Linked DNA regions of Rattus norvegicus: region 1 is linked to region 2. A link is a contact called in public Hi-C data. All regions are on one chromosome and are shown on one strand. Each heading gives the region's core, a stretch centred on a gene start, on an enhancer-like site or on the middle of the called end of the contact. The rest is flanking DNA. Distances are from core to core; before and after follow the strand shown.

Region 1 (6,289 bases), core at 3,027-5,526, 250 kb after region 2:
TTACATTCTACTCCTCCCACCTGCAGAGGGCAGCTTACCCTCTTGGCCATCCTCTCACACACATTTTCCCTTGCCCATCTGTTGGCACCCTTAAAGCAGAGCCAGCTCTGACCACCCTGCCACCAACCAGAGGACACTTCCCTTTGGCCCTTTCACATAGCCTCTCCTGCGTAGGGTCCTTCAGAGCCTTCTGTTACCTGCCCCCTCCCTATAACAGCAGTGATACAATCAAAGCACAGCTCCAACCACATGGCACCTCAGCTCCCATGGTCTGGGAAAACATGTCATCACTATGACCCAGAAGGCTCACAAGATCTAGTCATGCCTCCTGCCCCATCTCCCCAGGAACCAAAGGACCATCAAGCTCAGCTTAATCCCACTAGTCTCCTGGCTATTCATCTACAAGCCAGCTCCTACCCCGGAACCTTTTCATATATTCTGAGCGTCAGCTGCAGGCCCTGGAAGGGTAAGGAGGAGGAAGGGGGGCTGAAGTATCTGTGGGAGACTGTGGCTAAAAAAGAAAATCAAAGATTGGATAGCAGTCAAGGTGCTGGACTTCAGGCATGGTAGTGGTTCTGACATCAGCACAGGGGACAGAAGGCAGGAGCAGAGTTTTAGGAGGAGCTGCGAAAAGCAGGGCTCTGAGCAGGGCTGGGTTCTCTTGGACCAGTCAGCTGCCCACTCCTCCATACCACAACAATCCATAGCCTGAACTCTGCACTGAGCATCTCAGAATCACTTTGGCCCATGCTTGCTACAGAGAGTTTGGCTCCTGTGGCCAAAGGCATCCTGGGCACTTGGGAAACCTTGGGGCTACCCAACCTAAGCATCACCTTCATGGGGATGCTGGCCTAGCTCCAGTTTCAGTCTTCCTGATTTGCTACTGGTCCTAACTGGAGAGAGACACACAGCAACCCTGCACCAGCCCACAGCCTGTGGCATTCTCTGACTGCCCGCACCAGACTGCCAGAAGCCACCTTTATATATGTAGAAAAATATGGGTCTCCAAACAATGGGCTTTTCAGAGCAGTGGCTATTTTTAGAGCTCTGCTTACTGAACTAACACTCAGCATTTCCCCAACTTGTCAGCTGCTGCCCAGAGCCAGGCAGGCGGCAGGAGGAGCAGAGATCAGGATCTGGGGGCTTCTTGAACCATTTGGGGGCCATTCTGGTGTGCAGACACAGATGTCAGTTTGGGGTTGCCCTAGGCTAACAGGAGGCATGGCTAGCAGCCTCCCATGTGCCCCACCTGGTTCAGCATGGAACCTGCCTTCCTGACAACTGTTCCTTTGTTTACTGTGCTCTGGGTTGGAGTTGTATATCCAGGATTGAATACCAGCTTTTATCTGAGCCTCAATTTCCCTTCCTCATGTGGGGCAGTGCTGCCCCTCTGTGATAACACAGAGGAGTTGGTGAGAGTATCTGGGAGCCCAGAGGGCAGGCTGAGCAGGAACTGTTTCCTCAGTGTCCTGGGCAGCTGACCTCACTGTCTGTTCATCAGTCTATCACCACAGGGAAGGAAGATAGAGCTCCGTGTCCCTTGACCCAGACCCCGCAGCCAGGCTCTCACAGTGTCCTGTCCTGTCAACAACATGTTCTAGAAGGCTGGTCATCCTTCCGGCCTCTGAGCCAGTCCTTCTTCCTACTGTAGGCAGGAATGGGTGCATGGGGTGGGAAAGTGGGGCAGCGGACTGTCTCCTGGCTCTGTTGGAGTGGCTTGCTCCCATAAAGTTCTGAGGACCAGCCTAGGCTTTGAGCCAGGCCCAGACATTGAAACCATCTACAACCCCATCAAAAGGAACACAAGGATCCTGCTATCCACAAACACTCCCTAACCTGGGGCCAGGGAAGGCCTGGCACCCATGTGAACAGTGCAGGTGTCTTGGGGGCCTAACTATTAACACCGTATCAGCAGCACACTGGAGTGAGGAAAGTGATACCTACAGTTATCATCGCTTGGTCTCTCCTCATGAGAGCATCATTAGAGGGCAGAGGTATCCATTTGCTCACAAAACAACCCCAGTACCCAAATAGGGCTGGGCACAGCAGGTGAAGTAAGGACCTGAGTAAGTGCGACCAGCTCTTTTGACCCAGAGCCTAGTGAACAGGCAGGGTCAAAGCCACACTGAGGTCAGAAAAGACAAGGATATGGTGTGGTGCCCTCTTCTTCCCCCACCCACTGTCTCTCATGGGTGAGAGGCCTGTAGGAAGGAGGCTTGCAGGTCACATGCAGGCTCAGAGTACATTGTGGAGATGCCATAGACTCCACACAGGCACAAACTCATCACATCGCAGCAGAGTTCCTGGGGCTCAACTTGCCAGGTATGGAGGACAATGCAGAAGCACCCTGGGATCAGCTTCAGGGCCACTGAATCTGCCCTGGCCCACTTCTCACAAACCCAGGATGCCTTAGAAGGCCAGACAAAAGCAGCAGGAACAGAGTCCCTGCCTGACACAGGCTGGCAATCCACACCCTCACTTGGGAAGGGAGCCAGCTGGCAAAGGGGACAGACAAGAGGCTCTGGGTGGGGGGCAGAAGTGAACACCCTGCAATCAAGCACGGCCAGACCTCAGTCTGGCAAGGTGTCATTCACACAGTCACCACTATCATTCTGCAGAACACCCCATCATGCCTGAGGATGCTGTCCCACTCTTGGACAAGAGTACCAAACGGGCCTAAACTCAGAGGAAAGCTGACACTAATGGCCCAGCCTTTCCAGAGATTGTAGAACAAGGTCAGGCTATCCACCTGGCTATGAGGCTGGGCAGTCCTACTCACAGGAAGCTTCTGAGGGCGCTGGGCTCCCAGTAAATTATTCCAGCACAGATTGGCAGTATGCTGTGTGTGGTTCCCCACAATGTTTTGTCTTAAAAATTAGAATAAACTAGACATGCCCATATCTCAGAACTTGGGAGTCTGAAACTGAAGGATCAAAGTCCAAGTCCAGTCTGGGCTACAACAGTGAGTTCTTGTCTCAAAACCAACCAACCAACCAATGGATGTACCAAATAAACAAAGGAAAACAAAGAGTAAGTTGGCACCATTTTAACATTGGATACAACAATTCTGACTTCTGAGAGAGGACGACCGCTAAGAACCCAGCCACCCTGGACCTACAACCCAGGGGTGAAAGGCAAAGCAAGCTCTAGTGTGCTTATACTCTGCCACGGTCCCCACCAATTTCATCACTTACTCACACCTAGCAACTCTTCTCACACACGCACTTCCTGTCTATGCAGGAGATCTGTGTAAGGCTGAAATTCAAGGCCCACTCCTCATTCCCAAGAAGCCTCATTTAGAAGGCATGAGCTCTACAGGGATGGTAGGGAGCTGAGGCCTTGCTCTTGGTGGGTCTTCAGAATGTGATTTTTATCAGACTCCACAAAGGTCACCTCATTATACTGACCACAGCCTACTCACAGTAGGTCATGAGAACTGCCATGCCTCTGTCAGGACAGGATGTAAGAAGTCACCAGATGGCAGCATTTACTTCAAAGCATCAGGGTGTCTTTCCCTGACCACTGAGAATGTCAGCCCTGGTTTGGGATGACATCTCATGGCTCCAGAGGTACCCAGGGCTGAGTTGGTGAAGTGCTGCATGACCTGAGGCAAGTGGCCATACCTCTCCCGTGCTCACACTGGCTAGTGCCCCTGACTCCTGGGAACATGTGGTCAAGCAAAGACAAGCCACAACAATAGTTCCCACAGTGGGTTATCTTGCCCTAAGCTATTGACTAGAGAAGGGCTCAACCCTAGGGCTCTGGAGAGGAGAAAGGGGACACAAAGAATGCTCCCATGCCGCCACCCACCCAGCTGAACCCTTGATGCCTCTGGAGCCAAATATGTCTTGGAGAGTTGGGAAAGCTCAGCTCACTTTGAATCCCTCCCTGCTGGGCCCAGGAGCAAAGTTCCCCACAGTTGCCACTGTGTTCTTATCTAGCTTCCCCCTCCTCCTCTCTCCTTGCTTTCATGGACCACTCCCTGCAACCCACCCTCTGCCAGCTTACCCCAGCTAGCAGGGCGGCTCTTGTTGGTTTTGAATGCACAAAGATGACCAGAAGCTTCCGACCCTGGGGCTTGCTCGGAAAGATTTTTCAGAATACACATACACACACAGAGCCAAAAATCTTCCCGGCTGAGCCAAATTAAATACAGAGTCCTCTAGTTATTTCCATACGCGCAAAATGGACTTAAATAAAGCCGCTCTCTGTGGTAGGCTCCAGCAGACAGGGCCAGGCTGGGCCCAGGGACACCCCAGGAAGGCGGGGGGAGGCACAGGCTGGGCAGCCAGCCCTGGAGAGTACGGGCTGCGCCAGGGAGAAAGAGGCCTGTGTGACAAGCAGCCTCTTAGCCTACCCTGCTACCAGGGGTGCAGCTCCCAGAGGCCCTAAGTAGATGGCAGAAGTGGGCAGAAAGCACAGTTAAACTACTCCTGCCCCACCTGACACACGGGCAGTCCACCATAGTTAGCTTAGAACTGACACACAGTGACCACCAGCATCTACAAAGGAGGGGCACCTGGGTATTGCGATTGGTAAACTTCTTTCTTCTCATTTGGTGGAGGAAGAAACCAAGACAGAGAGGAGAAAACTTAACCAAGGCCATAGGCTTTGAAGAAGAAAGGGGTACTGTGTCAACTGGGATGTAGACCACTGCAAGACTAGGCTGCCCCTTGTTCCCTGCCTAAGTCACCTGAGTCCCTCTGGGGCCAGCCCACTACTGCTTGTCACTCAGGGCAGAGCAGCCAGCACAGGACCTTATACTGTGTTTTCTGTCCCCTGAGATCCTCACGTGACCTCAAGCCCAGAAGCTCCGACTCTCCACATCACTGGTACACAAGGCCCTCTTCCAGTATACTCTTCAGGCAGGGATTATGGCTACAGATCAGGGACTGGGGTCTCTGTGGGCCTGCACTTCTCAGCCATAACGTGGGGGTACCAGCCAGGTGCAGTGGCACATGCTTTTGATTCCAGCACTTAGGAAGCAGAGGCAGAGGCAGGTAGACTGCACACATGGAGATGAGTATAATGCCAGCCTGTTCAACATAGTGAGACAGCCAGCACTATGCAGTAAGACCCTGTCTCCAAAACCAAACAAAGCAAAATAAGGTGGGAATACTACAACCACACAGGGCTTAATGGTGACACACCCAAAATCCTCAACTGGGGCCTAAAGGCCATGAGGTGCTTCTGGGGGGTCTTGTCCCTGCATCACAACCTGGCAACAGGTAAGAGATGAGGAGGAGGAGGAGGGTTAAGGAGGGGGAGAACCGTGTAGAAGCAGCAGCATCCGCACCCAGGGTTGGGGTGGAAGTCTGACCTAAGAATGCTCCCTGTACTGAGACAGAGACAGAGGCAATTTGGGTCTTTTCTAAACAAACTTGATTGAGTCCTGTCCCTTATGTGCCAAGAACTGTGGCAGGCATCAAGGTTAGTCATGAGACATTCATAATAATGACAGCAACTAGCATTTGAACACCTACTATGTGTCAGTCTCATTATTAGGGACCTACTATATGCTAGGCTCCAAACCCAGCACTGAGAGGTAGCCAACTCCCAAAAGTGCAGGTCAAGAGTGGTGTCAAGGGAGCTAAAGAGCAGGAGAGTTGAAAGGGGACAGAAAACTTCTCCAGGACTTAAGCCGTAGGTACCTACGGACCCCCTGGGAGAAGTGTGGCATGAGCTGTTGGCCTGGGCTGAGGTAGAACAAGAAACCCTGGATAAAGGAGAAAGAGGGTGAGCAAAGGCTAAGGACCCTGACACTGAATGGCAGCATGTCAAGGAAACAGTAGGCTAAGCTAAAGGAAACAAGGGGAAAGAGGTAGAAGTCACAGCCTGACTCACAGCACACTACATCAGCTGAGAACCAGAGTGAACAGATCTCATGGGAGAGGCCAGGAGCCCATTTCCATGTCCTCCCTTCTCAGGGGTCCTAGAGTGACTGATGAGTGAGCCACAAGCACAGCCTCCTCCGGACATCTGGCATCCCCAATGGGTCAGGTACTAACTGGGAGCCCACCTAAGCCCAAGGGTCTTAAAATAGAACGGCCAGGGGCTGTACAAGGCACCCACCCTGGGGACAGCATATCTCCAAGGCCAGGATAAGGGTGACCATGAGACAGGTCCCAGAATCAAAGTCAGAAGAGTTTGCTTGAAAATAGTAGATGGCAGTTAAGATGAGCTACTCATGGGATTCATTAATTCTCTACTTCTGTAGGCATTTGAAATTTTCTGTAAGCTTGAAGATCTGGCTCAGCAGTTAAGAACACTTGCTGTTCCTACAAAAGAA
Region 2 (6,562 bases), core at 2,229-4,728:
TGTAACGTCGGTTCCAGGGATCTGATTCCCTCTTCTGGCCTCTTCCAGCACTGCATATGTGTGGTGCACATGCAGAACGCTCATACACATAAATCAATATAAATCTTTTTTTAAAAAGGTTTGAAAATGAGGCAACAGTTGGGCCTGGTGACATAGGTGTGGTTTGAGCGCTCTGGAAGGCTGAGCTAGGAGGATTGTGAGTTCAAGACTGGCCTGGGACCCACAGCAATACCTTGTTTCAAACAAACAAAACCAAAAACCTGAAAATTTACAGAAAGATAAATCCCTCCAGCACCAAAAGGTTGTTCTCGAAGTTTAAAAGGCACCCAGAGACTACGCATTCAATGTTTCTACCCCACTGAGGCCACCCTTGAAGAGTTCCTACTGTTACAGCTCTGAGGGGAAAGGTTTGCCCAATACCCCATGTTGCAGCTCTAAGGGGAGAGGTATCCTGGGAGTTGGAAGCGTTGGAATGCCAGAGTCACAGCACACAACAAACCTCACACAGCGGATTTATTGGGAAAGACACAATAGGGTAGCTACCCCTGCCTAGGCAGGAAAGAAGCAGCAAGGAACTGAGCAGGAGGTAGGCTTTAGATAGTGTTTCTTGGGGTGACGTTTTCTAGGATGGCCTGGGATTGAAGGTGTTTGTGGCCTGATCTTGGACCTTTTTACTCTATAAGGTGGGGCCTGGCCTTTCTTCACAATTCAAAGGACTGGAAATGCTAGCCACCAGCCTTAGAGAATCCGGGGGTGGGGGGATGTTCAGGCCTAGCCACTTGTGCCTCAAGGAGTTAACACCTACCATACCACCTGGTTCTTTTCCTCCCCCTTAGTAAGAGTGGAAACTGTAGCACTGGGGAGAGCTTGCTTTGTAAGTTCCGATGCCTGGTGTCTAGCTATGACTCTGAAAATCTGTACCTCATCCTTCCTGCTACACTGGGTTGTTTTTCTGTCTAGATGGTGGGAAATGCGTATGCTGCTGCTCATGGGAGCCTTCGGGTGTTCAGGGTCCTGTGCCCTCTCCCCTCAGTCAACAGGAATGCCTTGCACTGAGACTGATCCTGGCCCTGGACTGTGATGGACATGTAGAGGTATCTAGGCAGTTGTGGGACCTAAAGCTGGCTTGGGATTCATTTGAATGCTGTCTGAGAATGGATAGATTACCAGTCCCTGCTGGTGAAGGAAGCAGATAGCCCAGCAGATATGAAGGAAAACTCTGGGAGGTTCTGTGGGAGTTTTTAGCCTCTTACAAGAAAATTGTTTTGACTTCCCCAGGGACTAACTATCTCCTGTTTAGGGAGTAAGTCCCTGGAAGCCTATTTAATTTCTTTTCTGTGTGTGTGGTGTGATTACATGTGTGGGCAGATATCACACGTGGATATGTGCATGTGGAGGGCTAAGCTAACACTCAGTGACTTTCCCCATCTCTCTCCACTGTATATTCCTTGAAGCAGGATCTCTTACAAAACTCAGAGCTCACAGATCCCAGCTATGCCAGCAGCCAGCTTGCTCTAGGAATCCTGCCTCTGCCCTCTGTGTCCTAAAATTACAGCTTCTACCTGGCCTTTACATGGTGCTGGGGATGCAAATTCTAATCCTGAGCTGTGAATACATATCACAGCCTATGTCTATGCCACTTACCTTCTCTGTAGAAGACAAGGGTTTACAGAATAAAATGAAGACTTTTAATAAATTAGAAACAGTAAGTATCCAGAACTGTTAAACTGGATAGGAAAATGGGGAGCAGGGGGTGCATCGCAGGGGGTGGGGTCAAAGGCAGGCTCCCTCAAAGGTGCCACTTCAATAAAATCAGAAGGAGGGGCCAGGTGAATGCTGGGAATAGAACCATACTCCGGCATATGCATATGCAAAGATTCTGAACTTGTGCCTGGCAAGTTAACCTGAGCAAGAAGAGGTCATGGAACAAAAGGGACCCAAAAGAGACAGAGGGAAGCTGAGAAAGTGGGGTTATATACACATCCTGTGAGTGAGCAGGGAGCCCTGAGAAGGTTCTGAAGCAACGGTGCCTAATATGACTCAGGTTTAGGCAGAATGTCCGAGGTTAGCCATGGGCTTCTAGACAGTTGGGGCGCCTTCCTTCTGGACTGGGGCAGCTCAGTTACACAGTTGCTTTTAGGCTTCTGACCTTTAGCTGCACTTCTCCCCAGGAGGTGGGAAACATTGAACAGAGAGTGTGAGGGTTGCAGAGCCCAGGATAGGCAGGGCTGTGGAGAAGTGTGCCCAGCCTGACCCTGCCCTGCCTTGACAAGACAGGATCAATCAACTTTACTAACTAGTCAACTCCACCGCTCTGCGTGCTAGCCCTGGCTGCAGAATACCGCAGAAGACGGGGAAGACGCATACATACGGTGCCTACGATCAGAAAGTTGATGACCATCTTGTGCTAAGCACAGACTTCCTCAGTGCTCTGACTGAGACTCAGTTTAACTGCTGAGTTTTAGGCACTCACCTGGAGAGACCTCAGATCCTTATTTAAGGGGTCCAGACCCACTGGCTGCAAATCCTGGCCACAGCAGAGACAGCTGGGAGAAGCAGGGGGCAAAGACTGGCCACCTTCCAGTGCCAGGTAGGAAATGCCAAGAAGGAAGGTCTGTCCAAATGTCCTTGGCATTTGTTAAGAAGCAGGGAAAAGACAGACAGACCTGGCCCTCTATCTGCGTGACTAGAAAGGCCCATTGCTCTTTCTCAGCAGGTTTTTTCATGCTGTCTGGGGAGCCAAGCAGTGCAGACTGAAGTGCACAGCAAGGTACCCAGCAAGGTACCAGCAAGGTACTCTCTGCTCACACGTTTTCTCAGGCTTCACTTTCCTCATTAAACCGGTGCAAAAGCTGCCCATAGTGGCTTGGAAGTCCCTCTGCACATCGGGAGCACCCTGCAATCTTTGGGGAGGTGCCTGCAGTGTCAATCACTGGCTTAAGGTGGTGGTCAGCAAGCCTCTGCAGTCAGTCAGACTCAGAGGTCGAGAGTAGCAGTAGCGCAACAAGCGCTCATTCCCGTGAGTAACCATGACCTCTGGAGGAAAGACCAGACATATTTTTACAAATGGACCCTTTAGACACGGTCCCTACTAGATCCGGCCTTGTTGGGAATGCGGAAGAGGCTGCAGGGACTATTCCGCACCCGAGATCCTACGTGGTCTGCACTTCGGGACTCTGCGGGCTTTCAGTGGGTTCTGGATCCTATCTCACGTGCGCACCGGAGGACCCAGTACAGGTCCACGAAGAGGCCGGAGAGCGCGTGGGCAGCGGGAGGGTGCGGCCGAGGCGGGGCGCGGCTCGTGACGTGCAGCGCTAGCCAATGGGGCGCGCGCCCGAGGCCGAGCCTCCTGCGAGCCTTCACGGCGCCCGCGGCGTCACGTGAGCGGTCGGAGAGCAGGGAGAGCGGCGAGCGGCGAGCGCCTAGCTCGGCCGCAGGGAGTGCGGGCTGCGGCCAGGAGCGCTGGACGCGCGGCCGCATACGGAGCCGGGCCGCACGCGCGAGGCCGTGCCAGGCGACGCCGAGTCCAGGTGGGAGACGCGCGATGTACCGCGGCCGCTTGGGTCCTCCTGTCCGAACCACGCGCGGGGACCCGGGAAATGTGGGGACCCCGGAAATGCGGGACCCCCCGTGAGCGCGCTGGGCCTTCAGAAGGCAAATCCAATGTGCGCAGTTCCTGTCCCCAGAGCCCACGCGTGTCCGTGGCACTCCTGGACCTGCGCTCCCATATGGCGGCGCCTGGCGGGGCCTGGCGACCAAGGGGCGGAGAGGTTACTGTCGGTCACTGCAGCGGTGGCCTAAGTGGGGACGCGAAGGGGGTCACTGGGCGGAAGGTAAGGTACTCTCTGAAGCTGTGCGCCAGAGTCCGAGCCACCTCCTTCCCACGTACTTCACACCCAGGGGTGGGCACCCACGCGCGGGCACCTGGCGGACACCCGCACGGCTGCACTGCGCCCAGCACACGCAGTCACACGACACAAACTCACACCCATTTGCGCGTACCCGCAGCGTTCCTGCGCTTATGTTCCGTTTCCCCACGCAGAGTCCTCAGGCCCCTTTGACCAAACATTACCCGAGGGCTGAGGGTAGCAGCCGCAGGGGTCAGGTCACCCCTCTTGGAAACATTCTCGCCTGGAAGGCACAGGAGCTGTTTGCTACCATGGTTTGGGAAGGTGAAAGCCCAAATGTTTGACTGAGTCCTTCAGATGTTTTCCCCGACCGTGGGGAGCCCCCGCCGCCCTACAGGTGCCAGAATGGCAGTAACTTTGGGGCCTTCGGACTCCTCAGGGAGGACTCTTATTTTGAAGACCGGCCCCCATTCGCCACCCCCGTGATTTGCACGCTGACCCAATGGCTAGCCCTTGGCCGGCTCTCTGCTTGTTATCAATTACATGTTGTTCCTACAGCCGCTGTGTCCCCGGGAGGATAAACAGCAGGCCTGGCCTGCTAAGAGAGGGGGCGGAGTCCAGCGGCCTGCCGGGGACTGTGCCCAGAACAGGGTGCCCCCTCCCCCTGCACGCAGCCTGCGCCTCTGGCTGCGCCACGTGCTGCTGTTTTTCAGGGACCGGCTTGAGCGCTGGCACTCAGGCTTTCAAGCCCTGGGTCCAGGAAGTCCTGGATCCCCTGGGCACTCAGTACCTCACTGTCCCCAGGGGTTGCTTAGCACCGTTTTAAGATCGTGTTAACTGGTTGGGGCCACTCCACTCCTGCATCCATTTGCTTCTGGGTTCTGGACTCGTTCAGCAAAGGTTAGATCTGTCTTTGACTCTAGATCTAGCCTGTAGTGAACAAGACAGTTTTCACAGTGATATCCGGCTGTGTAGAATATAAACCTGGGTGCTTTCTCCAAGGGGGTAGTGACTTCTGAGTTGAGATTTAAATAATGAACTCCCATCTGGAATGCTGAGAGAGGTAGGACTTCCACTGAGGAGAACACTGGAGCCAAAGCCCAGGTTCATTAGTGCTGGTGAGCCAGGCCGCAGCAGTTGGAGGGGCAGTTCGGGGTTGAGCAGGGCCCTAGTACTCTGAGCCCTGGAGGAATCTGAAACATTTTGGGGGGAGGGGTTCCTTCCGATGTAATTCTGTTTTGGCATCAACTTTCATACCTGTTCTCTCTCTCCCTCCTTCAGTGGGATCTCACATGGTTGCCTTTGACTTTATGATTCTCTGGCCTCAGCCTTCTGAGCGCCAAGACTATATGAGCCACTCTGCCCACCCAACACTGCTGTTCACTTTTTTTTTTTTTTTTTTTTGGTTCTTTTTTTTTCGGAGCTGGGGACCGAACCCAGGGCCTTGTGCTTCCTAGGTAAGCGCTCTACCACTGAGCTAAATCCCCAGCCCCTTGCTGTTCACTTTCATATCAGACCTTGGTTTTTACCGTTTTAAAAATGAAGCCTCGATACCACAATCCCCTTTGAAACAGTGGGATCGATCGCTCAGTGCTGTGGCGTGTCCAGCTCTGGTCACATTTCATTTCAGGAAATCTTAGGCAGTCCTGTTCTGGGTCCTGGGACACCGTGTGCACTGAATTTGCGTGACTGTACAGACGCTAAGTGCTCAGTATGTGGAAGTTGTTGAGTATTCGTATACCCTACGTATAGGAGCCACGTCACACTGGCAGCAAACAGATGTGCGCACAGAGACGTTGTGCTGCTTTCCTGAGGTTGCACAGCTGACAGCTGCAGACAAGGTGTGTGCTAGAAGAGTGAATGAGATGGGGTTGGGAGCAGGGAGTGTGTGGGTTCTGCCCAACTGCTTTGCCCTTCACGTTGTCTAGTGCTTTATTCCTTCCCAGGCCGTGCTTTGGTAAAGACTATGTATTTTAAAAACACATTTCCAGTTTGAAATCCTTAGCAGAGTATTTAAATTCAGATTGCCTCTTGGCAAGATTACCTTTGGGCTCAGATCTTGCCTCTATTCTCTGCATCAAGAGAGAAACTTAGAGAACACTGAGTCATAGAACAGTTGGGGAAACTGAGACACGGGGGAGTGGGATGACTGGCCTCTCGGCTGCTGGGCTACCAGGTGCCAGGCTGTGCAGTGGACCTAAGGTCAGGATGCAGCTTAGCATCCTCCTCATCAGTTTGATAATAACACAGGCAGCCATGGTCACTGGGCGGGGCAAAGGTCCAGAGAGGTGGCCCCAGCACAGCAGATACTGTTGACTCTTCTTGGACACCAGACCTAGTATGGCCTTTGGCTTCAGAGGACACAGCTTTCCCTTCTCCTTCCTATCCCCACTCTCTGAGCCCCTCTTGGATACCTGGTGTGCTGAGTGCTGGGGACCCAGGAGAGTGTGCTGCCAAGAGGGGACACAGGTACCTGCTGAGTCTTCCCAAGTCGGTGAGTGTCCCGCACAGGAAGCTGGGTGGGGGGCAGAACAGGAGACTCTGCTCTCACACACTGGCCAAGGGCAAATGTCATCTGCCATCCTGCCCAAAGGCTCTGAGGCTCACGGAAGTTACCCACACCTGGGCCCTCAGATCTTCTATGGACTCACAGCTGGGGGCTGAACCTTAATCATCATGGCAGGGAGATGTTAGGCACCATGGAAGGGGGCTTT

The links. A called contact is a pair of places that touch in the nucleus more often than the background predicts.
Region 1: a contact with region 2 is called in a Hi-C map of liver, with 2.6 times the contacts expected there. The contact joins the enhancer-like site here to the promoter of Klf15 in region 2. A contact is called at or near these places in 5 of 12 Hi-C or Micro-C datasets (the A7r5 cell line, Schwann cells, frontal cortex and 2 more).

The regions. Positions count from the first base shown.
Region 1 is chr4:124,765,810-124,772,098 of GRCr8, forward strand. All of the region lies in intron 1 of Iqsec1 (IQ motif and Sec7 domain ArfGEF 1), which reads right to left. Among named protein-coding and RNA genes, the nearest start is that of Iqsec1, 59 kb to the right of the region's middle. Within about 2 kb of position 4,277, at least 54 of the 93 cell types and tissues checked have an H3K27ac peak or open chromatin away from gene starts, as enhancers often do. A contact at or near this core is called in Schwann cells and liver, where this site is marked.
Region 2 is chr4:124,519,537-124,526,098 of GRCr8, forward strand. It overlaps Klf15 (KLF transcription factor 15), which reads left to right and starts at 3,479. Exons shown (of 4, transcript NM_053536.2): 1 at 3,479-3,530; 2 at 5,489-5,689.